Regions from separate parts of the Anas platyrhynchos genome. Here all the other regions are linked to region 3. A link is a contact called in public Hi-C data. All regions are on one chromosome and are shown on one strand. The core of a region is the stretch at or near the end of the contact, and the rest is flanking DNA. Distances in the headings are between cores, read along the strand shown. Region 1 overlaps EPS8 (EGFR pathway substrate 8, signaling adaptor). Region 2 overlaps EPS8 (EGFR pathway substrate 8, signaling adaptor). Region 3 holds the start of EPS8 (EGFR pathway substrate 8, signaling adaptor).

What was found. A called contact is a pair of places that touch in the nucleus more often than the background predicts.
Region 1: a Hi-C map of subcutaneous adipose tissue shows a contact between it and region 3, with 2.3 times the contacts expected there. The contact joins the enhancer-like site here to the promoter of EPS8 in region 3. A contact is called at or near these places in 3 of 8 Hi-C or Micro-C datasets (liver, skeletal muscle and subcutaneous adipose tissue).
Region 2: a Hi-C map of skeletal muscle shows a contact between it and region 3, with 1.5 times the contacts expected there. The contact joins the enhancer-like site here to the promoter of EPS8 in region 3. A contact is called at or near these places in 2 of 8 Hi-C or Micro-C datasets (both in skeletal muscle).

The regions. Positions count from the first base shown.
Region 1 is chr1:66,424,037-66,426,736 of IASCAAS_PekinDuck_T2T, reverse strand. The region is part of intron 4 of EPS8 (EGFR pathway substrate 8, signaling adaptor); the gene reads left to right. Among named protein-coding and RNA genes, the nearest start is that of EPS8, 83 kb to the left of the region's middle. Within about 2 kb of position 1,251, at least 1 of the 8 cell types and tissues checked has an H3K27ac peak or open chromatin away from gene starts, as enhancers often do.
Region 2 is chr1:66,442,796-66,445,495 of IASCAAS_PekinDuck_T2T, reverse strand. The region is part of intron 2 of EPS8 (EGFR pathway substrate 8, signaling adaptor); the gene reads left to right. Among named protein-coding and RNA genes, the nearest start is that of EPS8, 64 kb to the left of the region's middle. Within about 2 kb of position 1,450, at least 1 of the 8 cell types and tissues checked has an H3K27ac peak or open chromatin away from gene starts, as enhancers often do.
Region 3 is chr1:66,507,005-66,509,704 of IASCAAS_PekinDuck_T2T, reverse strand. EPS8 (EGFR pathway substrate 8, signaling adaptor) reads left to right here and starts at 1,339. Exons shown (of 22, transcript XM_072040290.1): 1 at 1,339-1,624. It overlaps LOC101803430 (a long non-coding RNA gene), which reads right to left. Exons shown (of 4, transcript XR_011810443.1): 1 at 2,572-2,700; 2 at 450-526; 3 at 1-77.

The DNA of each region.
Region 1 (2,700 bases), core at 2-2,501, 83 kb after region 3:
TAGCAAGTATTTTAGCCATGTCCTTTAATCTTTGTGGGCTTTTAAAATGATACCTGTATGAGGTTTTTCATGTCAAACATCATGGAATATTTGTATGTAAGTAGAATATGGGGACAAGTGAGTAAATTTGAAACATATAACAGTAAACAGCCTTTTACTTCTGAAATAATTGAATTCAAGTATTATTTGAAAATACTTGCTGTTTAACTACTGCGTTACAGGTGGCTACTATAAAATGAGTTGTTAATTTTGTTTTACTGCCATTGCTAGTAGATAGATCAAAAAATTGCAGTAGCAATTGACAAGAACTGAATGAAGTAGAAGATCCAGTTATCCCGGAGATTCAAGTAAAGATACATTTTCACAACCTTTAGAGAGGGGTTTGCACATTTTACTGCTTCTGCTCAGTTTTATATACATAAACTAGGTATGTCAGTATCACCAACTGTATGAGCTGGAGTAAACAAGAAAAATACCTAAAACCTTCCTCAAATTCTAGGCACTTATATATTACTTTTAGGAATTGTGTTACCATTCTGCTGCATCTGTCATGTGTCTTCAATGTTTTTTCCTTTGTCATGCTTAGGAATTTTGTGCATTCTGTCCCAATGGAGTGGGAAGCAGTTAAATATAAAATATTTTATTATTAATTTATATTTAATAGCTAATGTATGTGTTTTGTTTGACCTGTGAGACTGAAAGACTATGAGCAGATTGAAGGCTCTCTTTTTTTTTTTATGTATATGTATACTTCATGCAACTATACCAGTTATGTTAATACTTCAAGCCTATGTATTTAATAGATTCACTTATAGATATCTAATTAGTTTTAGTGGAAATAACATGGACCACATTGTGTTTTTTTGTTTTGTTTTGTTTTATGAAAGGTGGCAATGTAATGCTAGCAGCAAATTTTGTTCATGACAAACTTCCTTTTCTGGAAGTCATTTTCTGAATGTTATTTGGACTAAAGTGCACCTATCCATGGATATCAAGAGGTAGAAATGGTACCTGAGCTCCTAAGTCACCACTAAATCTTGAATGCAATTTTTTCCAGTCACAGTGAAGATCTTAAAACATCTATCTATCTATCTATCTGTCTATATACATATGTGTATATATACATCATGGCATGAAGTTTAACTGTTGAGTCCCAGTGCTTATTTTGGTAAGGTCATTCATGATTATTCAGTCCTTCAGGCTTCAGGAAGAAGGCTGACTGCACTGCTGATTGGGAAAAGAGGCTGGAGTTTTATTTGTGTTACAGACAGTTTGGTTAAAAAACAGACTGCAGCCATTGCTATCTCTGATGTGGTTACCTGATAGCAAAAACTTGTTTGCAACTGCCTTTTCCTGTGTCAAATAATCTCTGTTTTGACGCATTTCCTGCCTGAAATGAAATCTTTTCTATTTGCATGATAAATGTCTCCCTGACCTAAGAGAAAGGATGCCCTCTACACATTCTTAGGGTTTTTATTTCATTATTCAATTCCTCATCTCTCCATCTGAAATGGGTTTTGGCTCATACTGTCATCTGTTGTTCTAGCATTAGCTTCTCCATCTGTCTTCTGCTGTTCAGCACACAGGGAGACGTGTAGCATCGGTTGGATCCAATAGCCAGTGCTGCACTGGGAGTTTGCCAGTGAGTGACAAATTGCGGAGCAGCCCCCTTTCCCAGCAGTCATAAGCTAGTGTTTCACTCCAAATCGTTGGACTGTTATTCAGTACAGAATTGGAAGATTTTATGAAAGTAACTGCATCAGAAAAGACCAGGTGTTTTATATATTGTGTTTATATTCCCATGGCCATGATTAGGTGCTAGCAATGAAATTGCATGTGTATCTTTGTATTACTCAAATACCTCATTCAGAGTAAGAAATGTAGTGTAATAGGGGTCTGTTAAAATAAGCCAGCCGTGTAACATTCTTGTGTTATTTGATACTCAAATGAATTAAACTAACAATTGACTTCTAAACAATACACCTTCTCTGATAGCTAGCTGCATGTAGCCATCAGGGAGAATGATAGCGAGAGTTTCTGAAAGTGATAGTGTTTACTCCTCTGATACTGACATTTGTTTTTAAATCAAGTTTTGACCTTTCTCCTTGGAGGTGTAGATCACAACTTCTGCACTTTGCTCTGAGTCTCAGTTTTCTCCAGCTGCTGCAATATATTCTTAAAGGTGTATCAGCAATCAGTCCAATGCAACCATAAATATACAGTAGTACTACGTATTGTGGTTTTCTGCTTGTCAATGTGTGGTAATAATTTACAGTTGTATCAGGATTTGTAGGGTAGTTTGTGAGACACTTAGTCCATCTCCATGTGGATTGCTATCTAATTTCAGAGCTTTGTCTCTTTTTACACTATATAGACATTTTCCAGTTTCCTTACGGAAGGGTAAGATAGGATTCACTGTTATCCTTCTTTTCACTATCATAACTGGAGTGCTGATAACTTTTATTACATCTTTGATGCAATTATCAGGGGAAGTCTTTGCACAGGAACTCTTCGTTTCTGTTTTATGCTCTAGGCACTGAAAATTTGTTTGTACCTAAACATAGCATAGCCCTAACCAGCACCACTTTTTTTATTTGTGTTACAGACAGTTTGGTTAAAAAACAGACTGCAGCCATTGCCATCTCTGATGTGGTTAGTAAATAGTAAAATAACTATTGAGTTATGGTTAGTAAATAGTAA
Region 2 (2,700 bases), core at 201-2,700, 64 kb after region 3:
GAAAAGGGGTGGAAAGGCGACAAGGGTGCAATTTTTTGAGAGTAGGGAATGAAGTGGAAGATTGAAAGTCTCTGAGAAGAGTAAATTTCCCTTCTAAAGCTTCTCTGCTAGTTTGGAGTATTGAAAGAGTCCAATCATTTCTTCTGATTTAGGTTTTTAAATCAAGCAGGACTAATATTTTGGGCGTTCTGAGCAGAACTATCCATGACCATTAATGCTCAAATTACCCAGTGTGGGATTTAATCCTGGGAATGAGCATATTGTGGTGAAATAAATTATTTTCTGAGGTATTTGGAAGTGAGTCGTAAAGATGACAAAAACATCCAGCTGACTGCACTACTGTGCACAGAAATATTACTCATGCCATGTTTTTCTTTGAGAATCATCCTGGTATGAGTCCCTTGATTGTTATGAAATTGGAATCTTTTTCAAAATCAGTGTTAAGAAAAGGCCGATGGAAGCTGATTGATTGATCTATGGCTTCTTCATTTCCTTTCCCCTCTCTGGAAAGAGGGTAGAGGTTGAGAAGTGAAACTGTAGCTTCATTGGGAGAGAGACTGTTTTGCATCGCATGAAGCTCTTTTACACTTTTTTTACACTTCTAATTCATATCTTAGCATATCTTGTAGCTGACTGAAAAATTATTTCAGTTTCCAGGCAGTGTCTGTCTTAGAAATGTGTTGTGACTTTACCTGTTGCATCCCACTTCTAAAAAGTTCTGAAATGTCAACTTGTCTTCTAACAGGGTTTTCAGTAATTTTGGTAACATTATGGACCTCCTTTTTCTACTTTTATTTTAATTTGAAATATTGAGCTGTGGCTTCAAGTATTTCTTATATTAGCAATCAACTTTCAAGTGTTTATCTTCTGTGTACAGCAAGCCAGGGATTAAAAAAAAAAAAAAAAGAAAAAGAAAAGAGAAGAAGTGAGATTTTTTCCTCTTCCCATCTTTGTAGGCTTGGGGAGAGCAACACAACTAAGTTTATTTTTGTGGGATATGGACAGAAGGCAAAATATATTATTAAAAAATACAGTGTAGAAATGCATTTCTCTCTAGATAATATACAAATACTCAAAACCACATTTTACTGCTTACAGTTGCCTTGTGGCTTGAAATATATCCCAAATTCCTCAAGTTCTGTGCAATCTTTTCTCTTTTATAGAGGAATGAAAATGCATGAATTTGGAGCTGTGGCTTCTGCCTCCACCCCTCCTAGCCCTCTGCTCCTGAGCAGGGGGTGTCCAAAAGCCATTTCTGGTTAATGAAGCACCCTGTGCTCAGGCCAATAGCGTGAGTTAGGAATGAGAGATTTATTCCGTTCCTTGCCTCAGCTTGGAAAGTTTGGAAAATCATCTCTGGAAAAGCATTTGCAGTCAGTTTGGCAGTAGCTTGTATATCACTTGTGCCTAGTTTTCTGCATCATGTGTATCATCCTGCTTTGGAGTGCACTAGAGCATGACAAGGAGAGCTAGATAATAACAGCCTAACATAAGGGAAGTGCAAAGTACATGACCCTACACTGTACGCTCTTCCATTTCATGAGCACATCCAGAAGCTTCTCATCTCCTCCTGAAAAAGCCCTCATTAGAGCATCCTTATTATTATATATAGAGGGCAATTTAAAGACTTGCTTGGTAACCACTCAAAGAAAGTGAAATCTGCTGGAGTTTAGTGCGTTTGATTTAACTGCAGAGAACGAAGAGGCTGTGTGATGTATACCAGAAGTTCGAAAGGAGGGCCATTGATGCCGCTGGCAGAGTGCTGCCAGATCACTTTGTCCTTTCCTGGTCACAGACCAGAGCCCTCTGGTCATGTGCATTGCAGCTGCATGGCTGCATCTGCTAATGATTAAAAGCAAAACGGATGTTTAGTGTTGCTTGAGCTTCTAGATTGCACCAAGCTGGAGGAAGAGAGTGGTGCCTGGCAAACTGGTGCCTCTGCTTCAAGCTGCCGTGAAAGTGTTCGTGCAGGAGAGGGGATGCTCTGTGCATGCTGAGGAGCAGCCATCTGCTAAGCAGTCCAAAGCCTGGCCAAGGAGCCCCTGGAGCTCACCAGTTGATCTGGGCAGCTGGAGAAGACGTTAGGACACTGTTGTTTTTGTCTGTCTGTATGTTAATGGACACCCTCCCTCCCCACAGTTGATAATTTTCTCATATGTTCTTCATGGAGGCATGTGAATATTCTGAGGAATTCTTCCAAACTGAGCTGTTTGTGTTCTTGACTGGGAAAAGGCAGAATGAGGAAGATGGGGACAGCAGGGCTGGATTTGAAATTTTCCTGCAGATGCCCTGATTTGAGCCTAAAAATGCATGCACTTTTTCCCCATTCCTAGAGCAGAAGCACTTGGTATTTCCCCAAATGAGTGTTGATATTAGCATGACTCAAGGCTGTCACTGCAAACCCTGTGCACCTTTTCTTTAGCCAGGTATGAGAATCCAAACCAAGGGCCCCTGCAAACGCCTTGCACTATCAGGTGTGATTCAATTAACGTTTCTCTATCACAATTTTTACAGGGTAGAAGAGGACCTGATGGGTGCAGGTGCTGCAGGGTTGTGTGAGCAAGAGCAGGTGGTGGTTGTGCCCTCAGAGGACCCTCCTGTGCATCAGATGCACTTTCTTTCCTTTGGGTACTAGATTTTCAAGAGGAGCTGCTCCAGCAGTTGAACTGGAGAGCAGTCAAGGCTTGTGCCCAGGGGAGG
Region 3 (2,700 bases), core at 90-2,589:
AGTGCTCCTGTGAGTGCTCATTCACACGAATGACCGAGGTGACCTCTCCATAACCTGATTTCTGAAGGTTTGAAGGTCTGTTGGAAACAGACTTCCTGTTATCAAGATAAGTGGAGGGTATCTATGCACTCATTCCCTGTTTAGGTGCACGAAAGCTGCTTCAATCCTCCCTCCCCACCCCCATAACTTCACTGAAGTTCTTTTTTCTCTTTCCTGCTTCCTGGAGAGCCCTCTGGACCAGAAAAAGTAGCAGGGACAGAGCCATCAGGAGAAGACCCAGTGCTACGAGGGGCTTTTGGAGTTCAGAGCTAGGAAGGAGAAGCTGGCTGAACTGCTTTGCTTTTTCTCCTAGGTTTTTTGAAGCTGGGTTGAGGTGAACTCCCAAACAACTGCGGGCTGAGGCCCCACCTCTCCTGCCTGATCCGCAGGCTCTGGTTACTGTCTCTTACCTGGTTCATTGGAGCCTGCAGTAAGCCTCATGCTTGCGTGCTGCCCACTGCCTTTGTCTCTGAACCTGCCCAGGAGCCTGGTGAAATAACACAGTATGCAGCACTCAGGTCTTATTCTCAGGAAGATTTGCCAAACAGCCCCAGGTCAAGCATGAGCTAGCATTGCTTTAGAAGAGTATCAGCAACCAAACCACTGCAAACAGTAGCCGAGAAATATTTTCCTTTCGCCTTTTTGAGAAAGTGTTTGGGAAAAACGTTGTCTTTGCTGGAGAAGCTGTCAGGGGCATGACTCTGGCAGTGATGGCTCTGACTTCACCTGCCTCTGCAAATGAGTCATGGAGTGTTATAAAATCCAAGGACCTGCCAAGTCTCATTTCTTGGAACTAAGTGGAAATTGTAGAAAGCAGATGCTCTTTCACTAGTTTATACTTCTTCCGTGTGTTTTTTTTTGAGGAGGGCTGGCAATCAGAGAAACATTGCAGCATAAAGGACCTGTTGCTATGTTTCAATAACCGTGCCTCAATCCTGCAAATGGCTGTATGGATGGTTCAGACCTTCAGAGACTGGACTTCTTAATTTTGCTCTTTGTGAGGGATCTTGGAGAAACCTGGAAGCAGACCTGGGAACATAACTAAACAGGTTTTTAAGCCTTGCAAGCCAGTTTCACGGTATCAAAAACCAGGAACTGAACCTCAAAAAACTAGGTTAGCTATTTTATATGCTACCTGAAGGGGGGGTCATTCTTTTGTTTGTGTGTTTGATGCAGCCGAAAAATTAGTTTTCTAGCTTCTCTATGGAGTCACAAAAGACAGAAAGTTACTTGGAAGTGAAATCAGTGAAAATTGACATTCTTAAGGACTAGCCTGATCATAGTGGTGCAAATGGCTCATTATAAAAGTCATGAACGTGGCACCAACGTAGTGTCAGGGCTTTGGCTACCTGTCAGCACACCAGGAGTACCTGTGCACGGGACTATTCCCCCATGCAGAGCGAAAGACACATGCAAATTGTCAGGGCTGGGAGCGATGCGGTGCCAGATGGAAACAACATAAACAGCTGGGAGATTTCATCCGGGATTTCCATTGAGGACAGGAGACTTTTGTTCGTGTAGCCGACTCGTTCTACAGTCGGTTTAGAGACACCTACATCTTCGGGGATTTTGCTTTGGAGTCTGGGTAGGTTTTGTGCGTGGCTTTTTTTTTTTTTTTTTTTCGGTAAATGCTTTAGATCGTTTTAAGCAACTCTCATCCCGGCTGCGGGGAGGTGCTCTAAGTAAAGTACACCGGCGTTTTGCAACTGACCAGCAAACCTCGACAGGGCGACGGAGCAGCAGGGGCTCGGCGGGCGGCCGCGCACCGCCACCGCCGGGCTCCGCGGGCCCGCCCCGGCCGGGGGCTGGGACCGGGGCCGGGACCGGGGCCGGGACCGGGGCTGGGGCCGTGGCCGGGGCCGGGGCGGGGCGGCGGGCCGGCAGAGGGAGCTCGGCATCGCTCCGCTCCGCTCCGCTGCGCGGCTGCTCCCGCTGCCCGGCGCCCTCCCCGCGCCGCTCGGGCACTTTGTCCGCGCCTGCCGCCCCTGCCCCCGGCCGGCGGCGGCGGGGAGCACCCCGGATCCCCCCCGGATCCCTCCTGGATCTCCCCCGAATCCCTCCCGGATCCCCCCACCGGCCGCCGCGTCGCCTCGAGCGGGAGGAAGGCGCCCGCGGAAGGTAAGGGTCTGGCGGGGAGGGGATTGCCTTGGCCCCGGCGTCGGCGCCCCCCACCCCTCTTTATTCTGCCCCCTCTCTTTTCTTCTGCCCCAACCCTCTTTATTCTGGGCTCGTAACATGGCGAGCGAGGTGCGGGGCGCTTGCCCCAGCCTCCTCCAGGTGCCGCTGGGGCTGCTGCTGCCGCCCGTCCTCCTCAGTGGGAAACTGCCCCCGAGTCCCCCGGGCGAGCTCAGGACAACGCTTTGGGAGCAGGGGACGGAGCCTCGGCCGCAGCCCTTCCCCGCGTACACCTGCGGGGGTCCCCGTGGAGATGCTCACGGGCGCTTTCCCCCGGCGGGGTGCCACCTGCGCGCACCTTGTCCCCCGGGGAGGGTCTCCGGCCGTGCCCCCGAGCTCCGCCACCTCCCTCCTCACCTCCTCCCAGGTGGCCAGCCCGGCTCTCCCCGCCGCTCGCCCATTTTTCCGGAGTCTAAGGTGTTTTTTTCCCGAGGTGGCGTGTGTTGGTGGTGGGTGGCGAGGAGCAGCTGTCGGGTGGGATAATCC